Linked DNA regions of Zea mays: all the other regions are linked to region 4. Evidence: chromatin contacts called from public Hi-C data. All regions are on one chromosome and are shown on one strand. The core of a region is the stretch at or near the end of the contact, and the rest is flanking DNA. Distances in the headings are between cores, read along the strand shown. Region 1 has its middle 5.0 kb from the start of LOC103637722. Region 2 holds the start of LOC100276771. Region 3 has its middle 46 kb from the start of LOC103644829. Region 4 holds the start of LOC100276359. Region 5 holds the start of LOC100193580 (dihydroflavonol-4-reductase). Region 6 has its middle 59 kb from the start of LOC103637719.

Evidence for each region. Hi-C and Micro-C count contacts between places; a contact is called where the count stands out from the background.
Region 1: a contact with region 4 is called in a Hi-C map of ear, with 1.8 times the contacts expected there. The contact joins the enhancer-like site here to the promoter of LOC100276359 in region 4. A contact is called at or near these places in 4 of 25 Hi-C or Micro-C datasets (bundle sheath, ear, endosperm and 1 more).
Region 2: a contact with region 4 is called in a Hi-C map of ear, with 4 times the contacts expected there. The contact joins the promoter of LOC100276771 here to the promoter of LOC100276359 in region 4. A contact is called at or near these places in 2 of 25 Hi-C or Micro-C datasets (ear and tassel).
Region 3: a Hi-C map of leaf shows a contact between it and region 4, with 4 times the contacts expected there. The contact joins the enhancer-like site here to the promoter of LOC100276359 in region 4. A contact is called at or near these places in 6 of 25 Hi-C or Micro-C datasets (bundle sheath, ear, endosperm and 2 more) and 1 of 3 datasets of contacts at active chromatin or transcription factors (leaf).
Region 5: a contact with region 4 is called in a Hi-C map of ear, with 4 times the contacts expected there. The contact joins the promoter of LOC100193580 here to the promoter of LOC100276359 in region 4. A contact is called at or near these places in 5 of 25 Hi-C or Micro-C datasets (ear, leaf and tassel).
Region 6: a contact with region 4 is called in a Hi-C map of tassel, with 7 times the contacts expected there. The contact joins the enhancer-like site here to the promoter of LOC100276359 in region 4. A contact is called at or near these places in 3 of 25 Hi-C or Micro-C datasets (bundle sheath, ear and tassel).

What each region holds. Positions count from the first base shown.
Region 1 is chr1:104,613,509-104,616,208 of Zm-B73-REFERENCE-NAM-5.0, forward strand. No RefSeq gene overlaps it. Among protein-coding and RNA genes, the nearest start is that of LOC103637722, 5.0 kb to the left of the region's middle. Within about 2 kb of position 1,418, at least 19 of the 20 cell types and tissues checked have an H3K27ac peak or open chromatin away from gene starts, as enhancers often do. A contact at or near this core is called in bundle sheath, ear and tassel, where this site is marked.
Region 2 is chr1:103,763,912-103,766,611 of Zm-B73-REFERENCE-NAM-5.0, forward strand. It overlaps LOC100276771, which reads right to left and starts at 1,451. Exons shown (of 4, transcript NM_001150485.2): 1 at 670-1,451; 2 at 415-559. The coding sequence starts at 930.
Region 3 is chr1:104,528,571-104,531,270 of Zm-B73-REFERENCE-NAM-5.0, forward strand. No RefSeq gene overlaps it. Among protein-coding and RNA genes, the nearest start is that of LOC103644829, 46 kb to the right of the region's middle. Within about 2 kb of position 1,356, at least 17 of the 20 cell types and tissues checked have an H3K27ac peak or open chromatin away from gene starts, as enhancers often do. A contact at or near this core is called in bundle sheath, ear, endosperm and 2 more, where this site is marked.
Region 4 is chr1:104,261,310-104,264,009 of Zm-B73-REFERENCE-NAM-5.0, forward strand. It overlaps LOC100276359, which reads left to right and starts at 1,271. Exons shown (of 3, transcript NM_001363293.1): 1 at 1,271-1,781; 2 at 2,246-2,552; 3 at 2,650-2,700. The coding sequence starts at 1,750.
Region 5 is chr1:103,928,493-103,931,192 of Zm-B73-REFERENCE-NAM-5.0, forward strand. LOC100193580 (dihydroflavonol-4-reductase) reads left to right here and starts at 1,382. Exons shown (of 4, transcript NM_001138687.1): 1 at 1,382-1,969. The coding sequence starts at 1,634. It overlaps LOC103644826, which reads left to right. Exons shown (of 4, transcript XM_020542065.1): 4 at 34-830. The coding sequence ends at 540.
Region 6 is chr1:103,854,449-103,857,148 of Zm-B73-REFERENCE-NAM-5.0, forward strand. No RefSeq gene overlaps it. Among protein-coding and RNA genes, the nearest start is that of LOC103637719, 59 kb to the right of the region's middle. Within about 2 kb of position 1,328, at least 17 of the 20 cell types and tissues checked have an H3K27ac peak or open chromatin away from gene starts, as enhancers often do. A contact at or near this core is called in bundle sheath, ear and tassel, where this site is marked.

The sequences.
Region 1 (2,700 bases), core at 168-2,667, 350 kb after region 4:
GAATAGAACCAACTAATTAAACAGCAGATAATGGTGTTTCTCTTCACAATGCATATCAACTCGTTCATACAACCAAACCATACATTTAGTGATTCTGAAACAAAGACCCGTCTATCACCTACCACTCACGTCACCGGAATCAACCTTTATGGCACCATGAAAGTACAGATCAAGAATGGGAAATGAAAGATTTCAGAAGATGTTGTACCTTTCACTGAAGCGAGGCTTCTTCGAGGCAGCTACGATTGCTTTAGCTTTACGCCGACGACGCCGACCAACAAATCTGCCAAGCTCCGAGAGTGATACGTCCGTAGACAAGCTACATCGTCTGAGCCTTCTTCATCTTCACTGACCTTCAGATCCGGCTGGAGGTGTCCTCCAGGAAAGCGCCTGCTGCGGTCTCCTCCACCGCCACCGACCCACCGGCGGAACCCCAGATCCACAACGACACTGGATCTGGCGACAGCTACCGGCTCCGACGCCGATGCCCTCGGCACTTTAGTCGTCGCGGCCACGCACAGGGACTTCGCTGCCAAGGAAGAGGGGTGAGCCGGAAGGAGCGAGAAGAGGTGGCCAGCGTCTGCTAGAAGTCTCCAGAGGCGGAGGAAGCGAGGGAGCGAGAGTCGTATTTCGCACGTTACCGAGACAGTGATGAACATAGGCCATTGATTCACGATCGAGCGACTTCAAGAATTTGAACCGACGTGGATAGCGCCTTTATCGCTGTTTTGAACCGGCTTTCATAGTATAGAAATTACCGGCCAAAGAGTTATCGGTCAATCTTAGTCATCCGATCAGTTGCGCACGGCCAGATAAATTATTCTATACCCGAACAGTGAGACGCGACAGTCGTAGGATTAGAGATCTGTGGCTTGGATTTTATGAATTGAGATCTAATAGGGACCGTATCGATCACATCGAACGGCCCGGATTGACCCGGCCGAAGCAGTACCCATGTCTAATCCGCACCGTTCCCGGGTCATCCTATGGCTCAGATGTTATTGAAAGAAAGGATATCGTCATCTAATCCTGACCCTCCCATCAAGATCTGAAGATCCACAGCTTTCATGCTTCCCCCGACGGTGCTACGGCCGGCGCCCCAGCAGTCCACGACGTAAACCATCGCTAGCGTGAACGCCCCGGCCTCACTGCGACCGAAATCAAAACCAACTAATGCTACACGAAGAGGGCGATTACACGGACTAGATGAGGGGGGCCTCACCTGATATGGCGACGCAGAGAAGGTGGTCTGTGGCAGGGGCCTTTCCGCCACGGAGGATTTGCTCCGGCGAGCAATTCCCGATGGCTCGGAGCGTAATCCCCCAGGCAAAGCAATGTTCGTGATCTGTGAAGCTTGGTGAAAGTTCCCCGTCCCGACCGAAGGTCTACGTTGCAGCCGAGTTCGATTTCGACCGTGGCGGCCCTCACCACTCCCCAAGTTGGTGAAGCTGGGCCACGCAGGAGAGGAGGAAAACGGCCCAGGTTGGGGTTTTGTCCTTTTCTTTTTCTTTTTCCTTTTCTATTTTCTTTCTTTTCCAAATTCAAATGTTCAAGTCAAATTCAAATTTCTATTTTGAATTTTAGATCTCCAATCTCAAACATAATCCTAATGTGAATATGAATCCTACTATTTTCAATATTATTATTTATTCTCCTTCCCATTATTTAATTCTAGTAGTAATATATGAATTCATTACAATTTCCTTTCTCATTTTCTGTTTTACATTTTCATTTATAATTTGAGGTCAAATTTAAGTTGTGATTCCTTTATTTCAATAAAATTTATCACAATAAAATCATCAGCATGAGATGCACAATTCTTTATTTATTTATTAGTTACTTGACTAATTTAACACTATTAACTGATTATAAAAAGGAAGGGAACTAATAAATCTCCAAAGGTTTTAAAAATTCCCAAAACTCTAACATAAATATAATTATTTATTATTTTTTCCCGTATACAAATTTTGGGCTTTACACCACCTGAAGCCCAACTTGTATGCATAGGAGTAGCGCATCCGGTGGTGCAACGACCAAGTATACGTCCTCGCTGATGAGCACGGGGTGCACTTTGTCTGGCAGCCCAGCCAAGAGTCGTCGGGACTCGCCATGTCGCGCGCGTTCGACGAATACTATATCAAGGACTGTGGCGTCATCACAGCGCCAGAGGTGACGCAGAGGAGGACCAACAGCCATGACCAGTTCGCCATCCTCGCCTCCGTTTGGGTAGCTTTTGTGTCGGCTTGCCTTTAATTCTCTGTGCAAACACACACTTGCCTTTTTGTTTAAGCAAGTGTGTATGTTGGTGCGTGCCTGATGACTAACGATGCACGAGAGAACTTCTTTCGACAGGTGTGGGACGTGCTCTCCAACGACGAGACCATGCAGATCGTGACATATATAGAAGTCTGCATGGTACTGATGGTTGCAATATAGTGGTGAAACAACTAGATTAAAATAACAAAATTTATGTATGGCCAGGATCACAAATGGATTATGAAACATTTTCTCATAACAGTATAACACACATTTCGTATATAAGTTATCGTGGTATTATATGTTCCGTTGCAACGCACGGGCTCATCTAGTTTTGGGTATAAGGCTGTGTTGGTGAGCGAAGCAGAGCCCCGTCGCTGGAAGCTTGACCCTAATTAGGGTTTTCTGCTACATCATTATCTTTACTCCTCTTGTAAGTCGTCG
Region 2 (2,700 bases), core at 201-2,700, 500 kb before region 4:
AGTGGTGGAGGTAGAACAATTTTCATGTGCTGCACCTCAGGTCTAAATTCTAATGGCATCATTGCTTTAGATACGAGCACACGGAAGATTGATCTTTGTTCGAGTGGTATTTACAAAAATATTATTCTCAAATTTATTTTACATTATCTTATTTGTTTATTCTTGTCTTTATGTGTGTGTGTTTTAAAAAATAGTAGATCCTACCTCTGCATTTGGAACAATTGATGAAGAGAGAAGATATTGCTCCACAACTCGTATGTTATAGCTTTTGAACTATATTGCTCCAATTATGTTGAAATACACACACGGTGTCATCCTATATTCCTATTACTTCAATGGAACAAGTGTAATCCATGAAACAAGCAGTAGGAAGATTGCATAGAGCAATTTGAAAATAGGGCGGTTGGGTAGTACCAAATCCTATCTGATCCTTGTAGGATGAAAAGGGCTCAGGAGCGTCATCCTTGCTGGGCGGAGCGACGTCCCTGACGAGCTCAGCATACTCCTTCCTCTCCTGTGTCTCCCGGAGCTTCTCCAGCCTCGCCTTCAGCTCATCGCTCTGCAAACCAACCACATGACAGACTAAACCGAATCAGAATCAAAACCCACCTATTTGCCGGTACGCACAGGCCGGGACAGACAGTGCCACCAAAGACTGAGAGAAAGAACCTTCTCACGAGGTTTCGGGCTGGGTAGCACGAAGTCGGCGCCCTGGAGGAGGTCGCGGAGCGGCGGGCGGGTGTCCGGCGAGGTGGCGCACCAGATGGCACGCAGAGAGCGGTAGGAGACGGCAGGGTCCGAGGCTAGGTCGGAGGCGAGGTCACGAAGATCGGCGGGCAGGCTGACAGAGGCGGCGGCGGACGAGAGGAAGGAGCGAATGGGAGCGGTTGCTGCGACGGCGAGGCCCGTCACGGCGGTGGTCATCGCCATGACTGGCTTCAGGGAACCCAGCTACCGGACGGAAAAGAACCCGCCGTAGGAGGAGCTCTATGGCGCGGAGTCTCGCAGAGCACCTCGGTCCGTCTCCGGCGGTGGTGATGCGACCGAGCGAGGAGAGACTGAGGCAGCGGCCTAGGTCGGGCGCTCGCGACCGGATCTCACGAGGGCAGCAACACGAGGCCGTGGGTGCGACGTGGAGAAGGGGGCGCAGGAGCAGGCGAAGGCGCCGGCGAGGAGAGGAGGCGCGGGCTCCGGCAAGGAAGAGGGGGAGGCGGAAGCAGCGAATGAGCTCGTGCGCTCCACTCGTGACCGGATCGCACGAGTGCTGCAACGGCGAGGCCGTGGGTGCGGCGGTCAACGGGGTGGAGAAGGGGCGCGCAAGCGCCGGCGATGAGGAAGAGGAAGAGGTGGCGACGGCGAGGTGGGAAGCGGGAGGAAGGGGCCGGCAACGGCGGGGTGATGCGGGTAGAGCAGGGAGATCGAGATTCGAGAATCACCCTACAGCAGTGTTACCCATCCCGTTTGTGAACTGAATTCCGTCCGTTTCTGAAAACGGGAAATAACTGAATTTCGCATTCCCGAAGGGTTTACGTATTCAAATTCAAAAATTCGAATTTCGTATTTCCTGACCAAATTTCGGTGTTTTTTTGACCGGGAACCGTATTTTAGTTAGAAAAAAATAAAAAAATTGGTATAATTTGTCTGTATTTATTCAAATCATGTTGCACAATAAATAACAATATATTCACAAATAATTTAATGTCCAAAATCACATAAACCATACTTATGCAAATAGAAACCCGCAATTTGAGTGCAACGCAAAGCAAAAAGGTTACAATCATGTCATACAGTGATACAAGTATATATAAAGTTTTCCATAACACAATTCTTCACACAAATTATGTACAGACCATATATTCTACTGGAATCATAGTATTCCGGCATGTGTTGAACCTTTCGGGTATGCCATCATCAACAAGTCCGCAACCGAATGATGTCGTTGTGAATGAGGTGCTCCATAACTTGTATCTTGGGAGGTATGGTGTCGTGGTTTTGGAAATCAAGAGGACAATAGAATTTGTGTCCAGAAGGGGATGTTCGCGCGGACTCACTTCGAATAATGAACCACGTGGGATTCTGACAAGGCGTTTGAGACAGAAAGTCATACTTAAAAGGTAATTAGGCTTACACCTTTTTTCTAATTGATTTTGGTGATTGAATTGCCCAACACAAATAATTGGACTAACTAGTTTGCTCTAGTCTATAAGTTCTATAGGTGCCAAAGGTTCACAATAAGCCAATAAAAAGACCAAGAAAGGGTTCAAAAAAAGAGAGCAAAAGATAACCCAAAGGCACTCTGGTCTGGCGCACCGGACTGTACGGTGTGCAACCGGACAGTGTCTGGTGCACCACCGGACAGTGTCCGGTGCACCAGGGCACTCGAGGCTGAACTCTTCACCTTCGGGAAATTCAGAGGGCACTCCGCTATAATTCACCGGACTGTCCGGTGAGTCACCGGACAGTGACCGATGCACACCGGACTATCCGGTGTGCCAGCGGAGCAACGGCTACTTCGCGCACAACGGTCGTCTGCAACCACATTTAATGCGCTACAGTGCGCGCCAGAGTCAGAGCACGCGCAGTTGGCGCACCGGACAGTCTACAAGACCTATCCGGTGCACCACCGGACAGCCCATAGGCCCCACAAGTCAGAGCTGCAACGGTCGAACCCCAACGGTCTGCTGACGTGGCTGGCACACC
Region 3 (2,700 bases), core at 106-2,605, 270 kb after region 4:
CAAATGATGAATACAGTTACATAACATTACAACAAAGCATAAGAACAAACCACGTAAAAATATTCTACGCGTCGCTACGTAACCGTAGGTTCAAGAACTACTAGGATCTGAGTTGAAACAATTAAGTTATGAATTTTATAAGATTATCGAATTGTTTTTGTGCTAAAAACTCAATTTCGTATTTAAATAACTGATTCTATATGATTTTATACTGCAGATACTTATTCCCTAAAACGCAGGGGACATTTTGTGAAAGTCTGGACCTAACCATAATGATCTTATACCTTTGCTGGACTACGGGTTTATTTACAAATTGTACAGGGTCTCTTTAGACAAATGACCATAGCGAAGGGGTACGTTTTTTTCTCCGTCGTCCGATCTAGAATCTACGGACCAGATTAGATCTCAAAACATAACCGAACAGGTACACATGTCCTCCGATAGATCCCATCGAACGCTCACGATTTTATTAGGTTTAATCAAGTTCTACCTGTCAGATTCTGAATCAACGATCCAGACCCGACCTACAAATCGATATGCGATCTCCTAACCTCATACGTTGGTACATGATCCAACAGCCACGACTTCCATCCAACCAACACACAACGTGCCTTACTCCCTCCCTCTCCCACAGCCAGCCAACGGCGGCATTCGCCAGCCATGGCGCAGGGATCACTGGAGCGCAGCAATCCGGCAGTCTCGCGACCCAAAACCGATCTGAGTGTCGCTACACTATGCACAGAACAAGGTGATAACTACAAGGAGATTCTTACTGGCGGTGGAGGCGCCTGAGAGTGTAGCCCACAGGGGTATGGAGACACCACAGCTACGGCGAACAATTCGCTGTGCCTTGGTCATGCCCCGAGCTCAGTTGACCACGGAATAGACTCCGTGAAGCCCGACGATGCTCCCGGACCTCCATTTGGCTTTTGAACAACGCCTCGGGGTGCAAGACCACGTTGGCGGCACCCATTCTTCCCCGACGCTAATGGCAGCTCTCATAGCTTTCGTCCCTTGGTTCCTCTAATCGACACTTGGTTCATGGGTGGCGCGTTGAATGGTTCCAGGGTGTGGGTGTGGGTGCGGGCGATGGTTTTTATGCTCTGGAGCCCACAAATTTTGCCATGGAGGAGCAGCTGATGATCCTGTGCGACTTCAACTGAATCCCTTGTTTCCGTCGAATTTGTTATGGAAGGAAGAGGACAGTTCGGATGAAGCGGTGCCATGCGCTAGTGTCCAAATAAAGTCCGCCGCGCTGTGGGACTCGCCGGTCATCTGCCTGGGCACACGTAGGCGAAGATCTGTGAGACGACTGGCTGACAACGCGAGACCACAAGTCAGTGCTGGCGCATGAATGATAAAGCTGACCAGTGGGGTCCTCCTGTCAGTGCACAGAGGGGAAGGCTGGGCCGAGCGGTGAGGGGAAAGGGAGAAGATGGGCTGGCTGGGCGGTTTGGGCCGAAGAGCGCAGGTACTTATATTTTTCCTTATTCGTTTTTTTGTTTTCTATTAGTTTTAAATATTTTAAATTTAAATGAGTTACCAATTCAACTGTAGATACAACAAACAAAGAAATCCAGCATGTGACTAAACATATTTATAGTATTAGTTATTCTTATCAATTTAGGCAAATATTTTAAATATGTAATGCACACACACATGCGATATTTGCTTCAATAGTTCATAAAAAATTTTAGTACTCATTATGTATTTTCCTCAATATAAAATGCTTTACCCCCTTTTAGAATATAATTTATATCCTAAAAGAATAGACTTATCAATTAGTTAGTTTGAGATACATTTATATTTATATAATTAGGTTTCAAATCAAATTCTAGTCTTTAGTAGAAAACATATTTATTCTAAGAGATGTGATTTGAAAGATAAGAAAATTATTATACTTTTATTCAAATTCTATGGATTTTTTTTTCTAAATATCAAAAATAGAATTTTGAGGTGTTACAGAACTACATATATAAAATACCAAATGAAGTACATAGTTCCATACCTTTGCCTTTTTACCTGAATAAAATACAGTCCAATCTCAAGGCAATTCTTCTTTTGCTTGTGCATGCCACTCCTCCTTTGATTTCTACTTGACATGGCTCATAGAGTGTATTAAAACACAAGCAAGATGTTTTCTTGTTCTAGCAATCAAATATTACTAAAACAAAGAAACATCATAAATGTGGACCAGAATTTAAATACCATGCTTGCAGAAGGTGAATATCAATTGACGCACACTCATACCAATTGCAAAGTTATGCCAAATACAAGATAGCATGATTAATACAAAAACAGAACTCCAGGATTAACCACATAAATGAACACATCATAAGCCATGGCAGATACTAATAGATAGATCAATATAGAATCTACTAATCATAATGCCATGACTAAATAGCATGATTAACTTCAATTTAAAGATATGCCATGACCAAACTACTTGACACATGCAGATTGCCAGAATGAATTAGTTAAAGCAAATGCAATCTCATATAGAAGGATCACTTCGAAGACAGGCAAAGCAAGATATACACATACTCAAGTGCGTTAAAAATTTCCTATGTGACTACTCAAGGCACAAGGAATATACCAATTGGGAATAATGCACTTAAGATCGTAGAGTTATCGGCCTTTGGAGATTTCCATATTGTAGGTTCTTTTATTCATTTTCTATTGAGGTCCCTTATCCCTACA
Region 4 (2,700 bases), core at 21-2,520:
AAGATTTTTAGTGGCTCTTATGCATCCCCTCTGATCGCCTATCCGGTCCTTCACCTTGGGACCTGAGGGCCCCAAGGACATACTCATAAGTGTCTTAAGGCACGAAATGGCAATAGGACTATCTCACAATCACCCCGGGGCATGAGGTGGCTCGACAACTTAGTCTCATGAATGCCTCGAGGCATGAGGAGCCTCGATGACTTGACCTCTTGTTAGTGCTCTTGGGCATGGTGTGCCCCTAGGGACTTAGGATATTTTACTCAAGGGCCTAGAGCACTAGGGACCCTTGGGCCCTAGAGCGTCCTAGCATGGATGACTGTCATGCCTTCTAGCAGCTCTGAGTGATTATTTTATCCGAATACTTTTATAACATATCAACTGGTGTTGGGCTTTATTCCTAGACAGGCCAAGGGTGGCTCCTTGTACTTGGAGATATATGATCAATTGTCCTGTTACAGTGGTCCTAAAGTCAGTCTCTTGAGTCGGAATTCTTGCACGCGCCTTGTGACAGTCGAGGATATATACCTTCTCCGTATGTAGTGGCGGATCTAGGATCCATGACAAGGGAGGCTAGAAGAAGCTAACTATCTTCTTTTTTCCACATAATTTTCTCGTTTTCTCTTCACCTTGTTCTTCCATCCTCTCCCTTCTTGCTTCTCCCTCCCTCTCTTTCTTCTCTTTTTTCTTCCTCTACCTTACTCTCTCCTACTTATATGCTATCGGGCTCGAGCCCACCCAGCCGCCTCGACGTAAGTCATTCCAAGAGTTAAAACATCTCAAAGTTAATTAAAATTATAGAGAAAATACAAAATATTATAATATTAAATATGTATACTATAAAATAATATTAATGAAGAATCTAATCATACATATTAAATATTATAAATTTTATCTATTTATTATATAAGTTTAATCGACTGTATAAAATCTTTTCTCGATCCGCTCCACGCATGCACACCAGAATTATCGATGAGGTTACAACTGCTAGTATCTTGGTATGTATTTTATTTATATTGTACATGGAGTACACCGAAGCCAAGGCTTGTATCGTGCTAGCGATAGCAAATAACATCAGTTTAATTTTTAGTAGCAGATAGGACCATAAATGGCTGGTGATTGGGTGCAGTATCGAGAACACCGCAGAGACTGAACTGCCGATACGGTTGGCGAGATAGGAAGCATGTGCAAGCCACGGTGGCGTCCATAATTTTGCAGCGCTGCTCTGCAATCAGTAGGTGGCGGTGCTGGTGGCGTACCACCGATCTCACCTCCCAGCTCCAAAGAGGACACTTAATTCTAGTTCTAGTAGCAGCAGCAGCAGCTACTAGTACTGGTTCCTCGTGATTAGTATGAGTAATTACTAGTAAGACGCAGAAGCAACGATCTGCCTATTGCCAGTACGCAGGAGTAGTTGTTGACGTGCACTGCAGAGCGGGAACGGAGTTGGAAATTGTGGGGGGAGGACCGGAGTTTCGTAGCCGTCGGCGACGACGGACGTGGTCCTGCCCTTTCTCTTCCTTCCCTCCGCATCTGATCTGCCTGTCTGCGCTGCTCGTCTGGTCTGGTCTGGCCTGGCAACCCCCCTCCTCCCCTCTTCGGCCGCCTTTGCCTTTTGCCTTTGCAGCCTTTTTGCACCCTGCCTGCCTCCCCTCCTACCCTTCCTCCCCCTCCGCCTCCCACCGGCCCACCCCCACTCTCTTCTTCTCCACTCGGCCGGGCACTCTCCTTGCCCCGGCCTCACACCATCACATGTCCACAATGCTGCCGTCCTCCAGATCGAGGTGACTTACTTTCGCCCCCTCCCCTGCTCCCGGACTCTTGCGTTTTCTCTCTCTTTTATTTATTTATTTGCTCGCGCTCTTGTTCCGCCTGTCGGTTTTCTCTTCTTTCTTGAATGACAGATCTAGTATCCAGTAATCCAGTTAGAGCCGCCTGTCGCTCTTGCTGCCGTAGTTGCCTCCTTGTCAAATATGTGTATACTGGGCTACTGGCTCGTGTGATTTCCGCCACACGCCAATGTGCCTTTCTTCAGATGCCGTTTCATCTCTGCAAATCCTCGAATTCCGATCGTGGCCGTTACGGTTTCATTTGATCGATTTCCAACAAGAAAAATCTGAACCTGCCTGCGTTCAACCCTGTGGCTTCGTGCCACTCCACTAGTTTGCAGTTTGCACTCGATTCGGCGACAGAGAAAAAAATAGATTTTTGATTTTTAATTAACGGCGATGGATGTCGCCATTGGCAGATCTGGGCCGAACGAGTCCCCCGTCAGCAGGGGCAGGCCGAGCACGCCATCCTCCAACCACCGCCCCTCCACGCCGTCCTCCAACCACCGCCCCTCCACCCCGGGCGGCACCAGGAGGAGCAGCGTCGGCACGCCATCCACGCCGCGCTCCCGCAGCAACGGCGCGGGCCCCTTCAAGTCCGAGCCCAACTCGCCGCCGTCGGCCGCCGCGCAGAAGCCCCGCCTCTCGTTCGACCGCTCCCCGAGATCCGGGGACACCAAGCCCGTCGTCGAGCGCCGGGTGCCCAAGATCGGCACGACTCCTGAAGTAAGTATACCGCACCCAACGGCAACCATCGTGTCGGTTCTTGACGCACTCCTATGCCTGTTGCCTGATCGCTATGGTTTTCTCGCTGGGATCGCAGAAGCATCTCCGGAGGGAGGCCGAACTGCAGGCGCGGCTTGAGTCCGCCCAG
Region 5 (2,700 bases), core at 132-2,631, 330 kb before region 4:
ATGTCTATGCACTAATTATCTTATTGCATGCAGGATGAAAGAAACAAGGGTGATGATGAATTTATAAACAAGCCTCTTCCCTACTATGGCAACCTTGCTACAATTTTTGGCAATAGTGTTGCATCAGGACGATTTGCAAAGACATCAAATGACCCTCTTGCTGTTGATGATGGTGAAGATGTGCAAAAGGAAGGGTGTATTGCAACATCTAGTGCTGTCCATGAGAATGACCCTGCAGCAACATCTGCAACTAAACCATCCAAGAAGGCCAAGAGGGAAGACAATGGTACTGAATTCTTAGTTGAAGCATTTCAGCATGCCACTCAAACACTAGCCAGTGCCATCAAGGAGGCAGCAAACAAACCTTTGCCAGCTGGTTTGTTTGAAGCTGTAGACAATATTCCAGGATTTGAGATTGCGCACAAGTCCAAGTATTATTCTCATTTGGTTTCTAATCCTGACATTGCACATGCTTTCATGGATGTGCCATTGCTTTACAAGGTCTCTATGATTACCGACTTCGTTAATGAGAAGTTTTAGGCTTTATGGTAATCTAATAATACATTTCACAATTTGTATGGATCTATGTAAGGACCTATGTTTGTTTGAAACTATGTATGGACATGTGTGTGATATGTTATGAAACTTATTTTTGACATAACACTTTTGTGATGGTTGTATGGATGAGTCATGTGTAAGATTATGGAGTAATTATTATACATTTTATGATCTATAGTTATATTTGTCATCTTAAGATATGACTAATGGTTGTATGAATGTGTCATATCTTAAAATACAGATTGACTAATGGAGAAAATTATCTATTTGCACTCATCAAACAAATATAGAGCATAGCCACTCCATTATGCTTTACTCTTGAACCAAACACAAAATGAAATCGCTCCGTTCTACTTCACTCTAGAACCAAACAAAGGATGGAGCCACTCTGTTCCAGTTCACTCTGCAACCAAACAAAAAACAGAGCCGTTCCGTTCCAGCTTACCAAACACAAAACAGAGCGGCTCCATTCCTAGAATCAGGGATGGAACGGTTCCGTTCTAGTTGGCTCCTGAACCAAACACTACCTTAAAGATGTTTTATAGGATACTGTTAAAGTTTATAGACGAAAAATCTTCTAGAGTGCGTTTACCGTCGTCTCTTGGACGCAGCAGTAGGGGAGCAGGCGAGCACGCCCAACCAACAACGCCAACGGCAAAAGCACAAGAGACACGACGGCACGGCACGGCACGGCACGGCACGGCACGGCACCGCACCGGGAGTCCATCCGTCCGTCCGGCACGCACGCACGCCCTTTGAATGCCCCCTCCCGCCTGCCTGCTGCCTCTGACCCGGCCCCGTATCGTATGATTCATTGATTCGTATCTCCTCTCCTCTCCCGGCTCGGAATAACCCGTCTCTCTCGCCCGCCCTGTCCTTGCCGGCCGGCCCCGGCCCCGGTCTCTTCTCTTCTTCTTCTTTTTCTTCCCGCTATATATACTGCGCGCCTCACCTTCCCCTCTTTGCAATCCGTATCATCATCTTGGCCTCGTCAATCCACCACCACCGTCGTCGCTGAGCTCCTCCTCCGGCTTCGCTTCGCTGTCTTGCCTCCTCCTCGGTCGAAGAAGAAAACATGTGTCCGGGATCCGTGGAGTCGTCGTCGGCGGCGGCGGCGGGCAAGAGCGTGTGCGTGATGGACGCCGCGGGGCCGCTGGGCCACGCGCTCGTGGACCGCCTCCTCCGGCGCGGGTACACCGTCCACGCCGCCACGTACGCCCGCGACGGGGAGGAGGGCGCGGCTGCCGCCGCGCTGCTCGGCCACCTGTCGTGCGCCGCCGACGCGTGCAGGCACCGGCTGAAGCTGTTCCGCGCCGACCCGTTCGACTACCACGCCATCGCCGACGCCGTGCGGGGCTGCGCCGGCGTCTTCTGCATGTTCAACACGCCCGACGACCAGGCCCAATGCGATGTGAGTACAAGACGGCAGCTTGCTTGATTTCTTTCGCCTCTCTCTCTCTCCTCTGCATATTAGTATTAATCCGGGTTTTCCCCTCGAAGAAACGAAAGCTCGTTTGTAGGAGTGACTTGTAGGTAGTAGCGCTCACTGCATAAAATTGGATTGGATTGGATTATGCTCTCCTATACTAGTAGACCCAGCCAGAGCTTATACTAGCACTGTAGCATGAACAGGGACCGGGACAGCTGGACAGTGGCAGAGGAGAGGAGATGAGCCGATCCTGTGCTACCTTTTCCTCCCTTTTCCATGAATCTCCATCTCCCTCCTCCCTGGTCTAGGCTGTTTGGTTCGTTCCAGAGGAGGGCTGGGACCCGGACCTCTTCATACTCCTCTGATGATGATGACCCATTAATGACACAGCTCATGTGTGGTGTGGCTGTGACTTGTGACTTGTGATGAGTGAGCGTGCCCCTTCTTCCTCCTCCAGCCTCCAGGCTCCAGCTCCAGGTGCGGTGTGAAGTCCCGCTCCTGCTCCTGTCCTACCAGCGTACTACTCCAGTAGTACAGTGGAGTAGCCGAGCGCATTTAATAGCTGGACAAGGTGAGAGGAGGAAGCTCACACACAGCACAGCACAGAGGGACCGCAACGGAGCAGAGAACTGGGCCACCAAACTGAACCAACCGCGGGAAGGGGAAAGGGAACTCGAACCCTTTTCCTCCGCGTGCATTAAAACCCTTCACAT
Region 6 (2,700 bases), core at 78-2,577, 410 kb before region 4:
CAGATTGTGTAAGACCTAAAATTGGCATAAAAATATCATAAAATAATAAAATAAAGAAATAGATATATTTATGATAGTGTTTCTAGAATTTTTGAAAGCCTTGGGGAAAATTTACTAGGACCTTTCCTAATAAAATAATAATGTTGATTTAGTAGCCACTAGATAAAATAATGAGGAGAGGCATCCCTTGCTTATAATTTGTGGTGATACATCCTATTAAAATGAAGTATCATAATTTAAATTTGACCTCAAAATTTTAAATTGAAAACATAAAAGAGAAAATGAGGAAAGAAATTGTGATTGAATCATTTATTACTAGAATTATATAAGGGGAAGGAGAATAAATACTAATACTGAAAATAGTAGAGTTTATATTCATAATTGAATCATATTTGATATTGGAAATTTGAACTTCAAAATAGGGATTTGAATTTGATTTGGATATCTGAAATAGAAAATATAAAGGAAAATAGAAAATATGAAAGAAAAGAAAAACCCACGTATGGGCTGAATTCCTGCATCCCCGGCCCACTCCACTATTCCCCCTCTGCAGCTCGCCTCGGACCTCTCCCCTTTTCTAAGTCGCTTACTTGTGGGGCCCACCGGTCGGCCTCACACCTGGCTCACCATCGGAACTTCTGTGTCGCTAGCAGTTGGGTCGGGCGTCATGTAACTTCGAGAGAGCATGTCCACCCTTGTCTCGCCGACGGGTGGGACCCAGCCCTTCGCATTGTTCCTCTTCCCAGTGTGGAACTCCAACAAACCATGCCGCCGATGCCTCCGCATGCACCACGCCGATTCCGCGGGGGACTATTGGGATATGCTGCACGGAGAATAATTATCATGCCCCCTCGCTTTGTCCAAACCACGAGTCGCATCGTCCTACCTCGAACCCCATCACCGAGCTTGAAGAGAGAGAGAAAGTCGCCGCCGAGGAAGACCGGTCCCTGTCGCCATTGAACCACGGAGTGCGGTTCCGGAGGGTCGAAATCATCCGCTGACCGAACGTGTGGCACGACCTCGTGTTGGGAGGGGCAGAAGTGCAAGAATTTGTCAACGGAGTTCCCCGCCGCCATGCTTGCGCCGTGCTTCGTGGTCGGGCCTCGCCGCCGTCTTGAGCACCGGTATGACCGCCTCCATGGCATTCGTTTTTTTCCTGCACCGCGCTGCACCTATCCGAAGTTCGATTGAATCGCCTGTGCAAGGGGTCGATGAACGCCGGCGTGCTTCTACCGCAGTTGGGGGAGGCAACGTCTTAGTCGGTCAGGTGGGGGGAGAAGCTCGGGTGTCGTTAGTCTTGAGATAAACTGTCACGATTAGGCGGGCAGATCCCACTTCGATGACCGTCGATCTGTGAAGCAATGGCCAGGTTCACTTACCGCTTCACGATCTAATCTGTGCCACGCAAAAATAATCCAACGGCTCACGGACACCGGTACCCCATCCCTCGTGGAAAAATTGCAAAAGAAACCCTGCAGTATCCGGAAACCAACCCGCCATCCTAGTTTTCAAAGTTGAGCCCTCGAGTAAACCTTTTATAATTACAAACTGGCCCTGGACTTTGCATTTAAGCCCGGGAAAGTGATTATGTGTATAAAAATAGTCCTAAATAACCTAGAAAACTAGGAATTCCATAACTTTTTTATTTTAACTCTGATTTAATCTGTTCGAGTTGTGATATCTTCGTAATTAAATTGCCTACGCTATAGTAACATTATTTTACCAAGTAACATGTTTTCCAAAATAGACATTATGTTTAACCCATGTTAGTAGATTAACACTTTAATCAAAGTTATTCTGTATATGATTATAGGTTGACTAGCATATGATTTCTAATTAGGTTATAACTTAGATTAAAGTGGAATTAGTTAGATTCCTTAAAATAGCTTTCTCACATGATCACAATACCATAGTTTTGCTATTTAACCATGAATACCTTTGGAAAACCATATCTTTTTAATGGTAACGCTGATTTTAGTCGTTCTCGAACCCACGATCTCGTAGCTTCGCGTAGATCATTATTATTCAGTTTGTACTTATGTTTGATGTGATGTTAATTTTTCCTATACACTGTTTATTTGAATTGCTACGACTAGCGCGAGGATACATGTCATCTGAAGAGCAAGTTGGTACCTGGAATCCCAAGTCCCAGGCAAGTTGTGCCCTTGATCACTTCTTTTGACCCAGTCATCTTATGATTAATCATAATGATCTGCATAGGTTAATTTTGATGGGACCCAATAGGTTACCCTAGTTTGACTATCTTTATACCTTCTTTACCACTGAATTCTTGGGTAGTACCTGCTATTGCTTTATGTGGTTTTGGGTATAGAGATATACATTATTGAAGATCATACTTTATTATCAGTTGTTACTTATTGTTCATGATAAGATCATTATGTTAATTGGAACAAGGAGCGACCACCGGGGAAAACAGTGCTACCACAAGGGTGGTATGGGACGCCCTTGGCTGACTAATTAGGAAAGCTAGTGGAGGACTACCTTACCTGAAAGGGGAAAGGGCAGTAGGGGAGTGGTCAGTGTAGGGAGGCCCTTCGGTTGATTTTGCTGCGATGGTGGTCTGGCGAGGGGTCCCTGCATTGGAGCTTCCTATAAACTGTAGCGGGTTTTCTGAAGCTAGTGGAACTTTGTGAAGGCCTCGTAGTGTTACCCTGCCTCGCTTCCTTGGTAGAGGTGTAT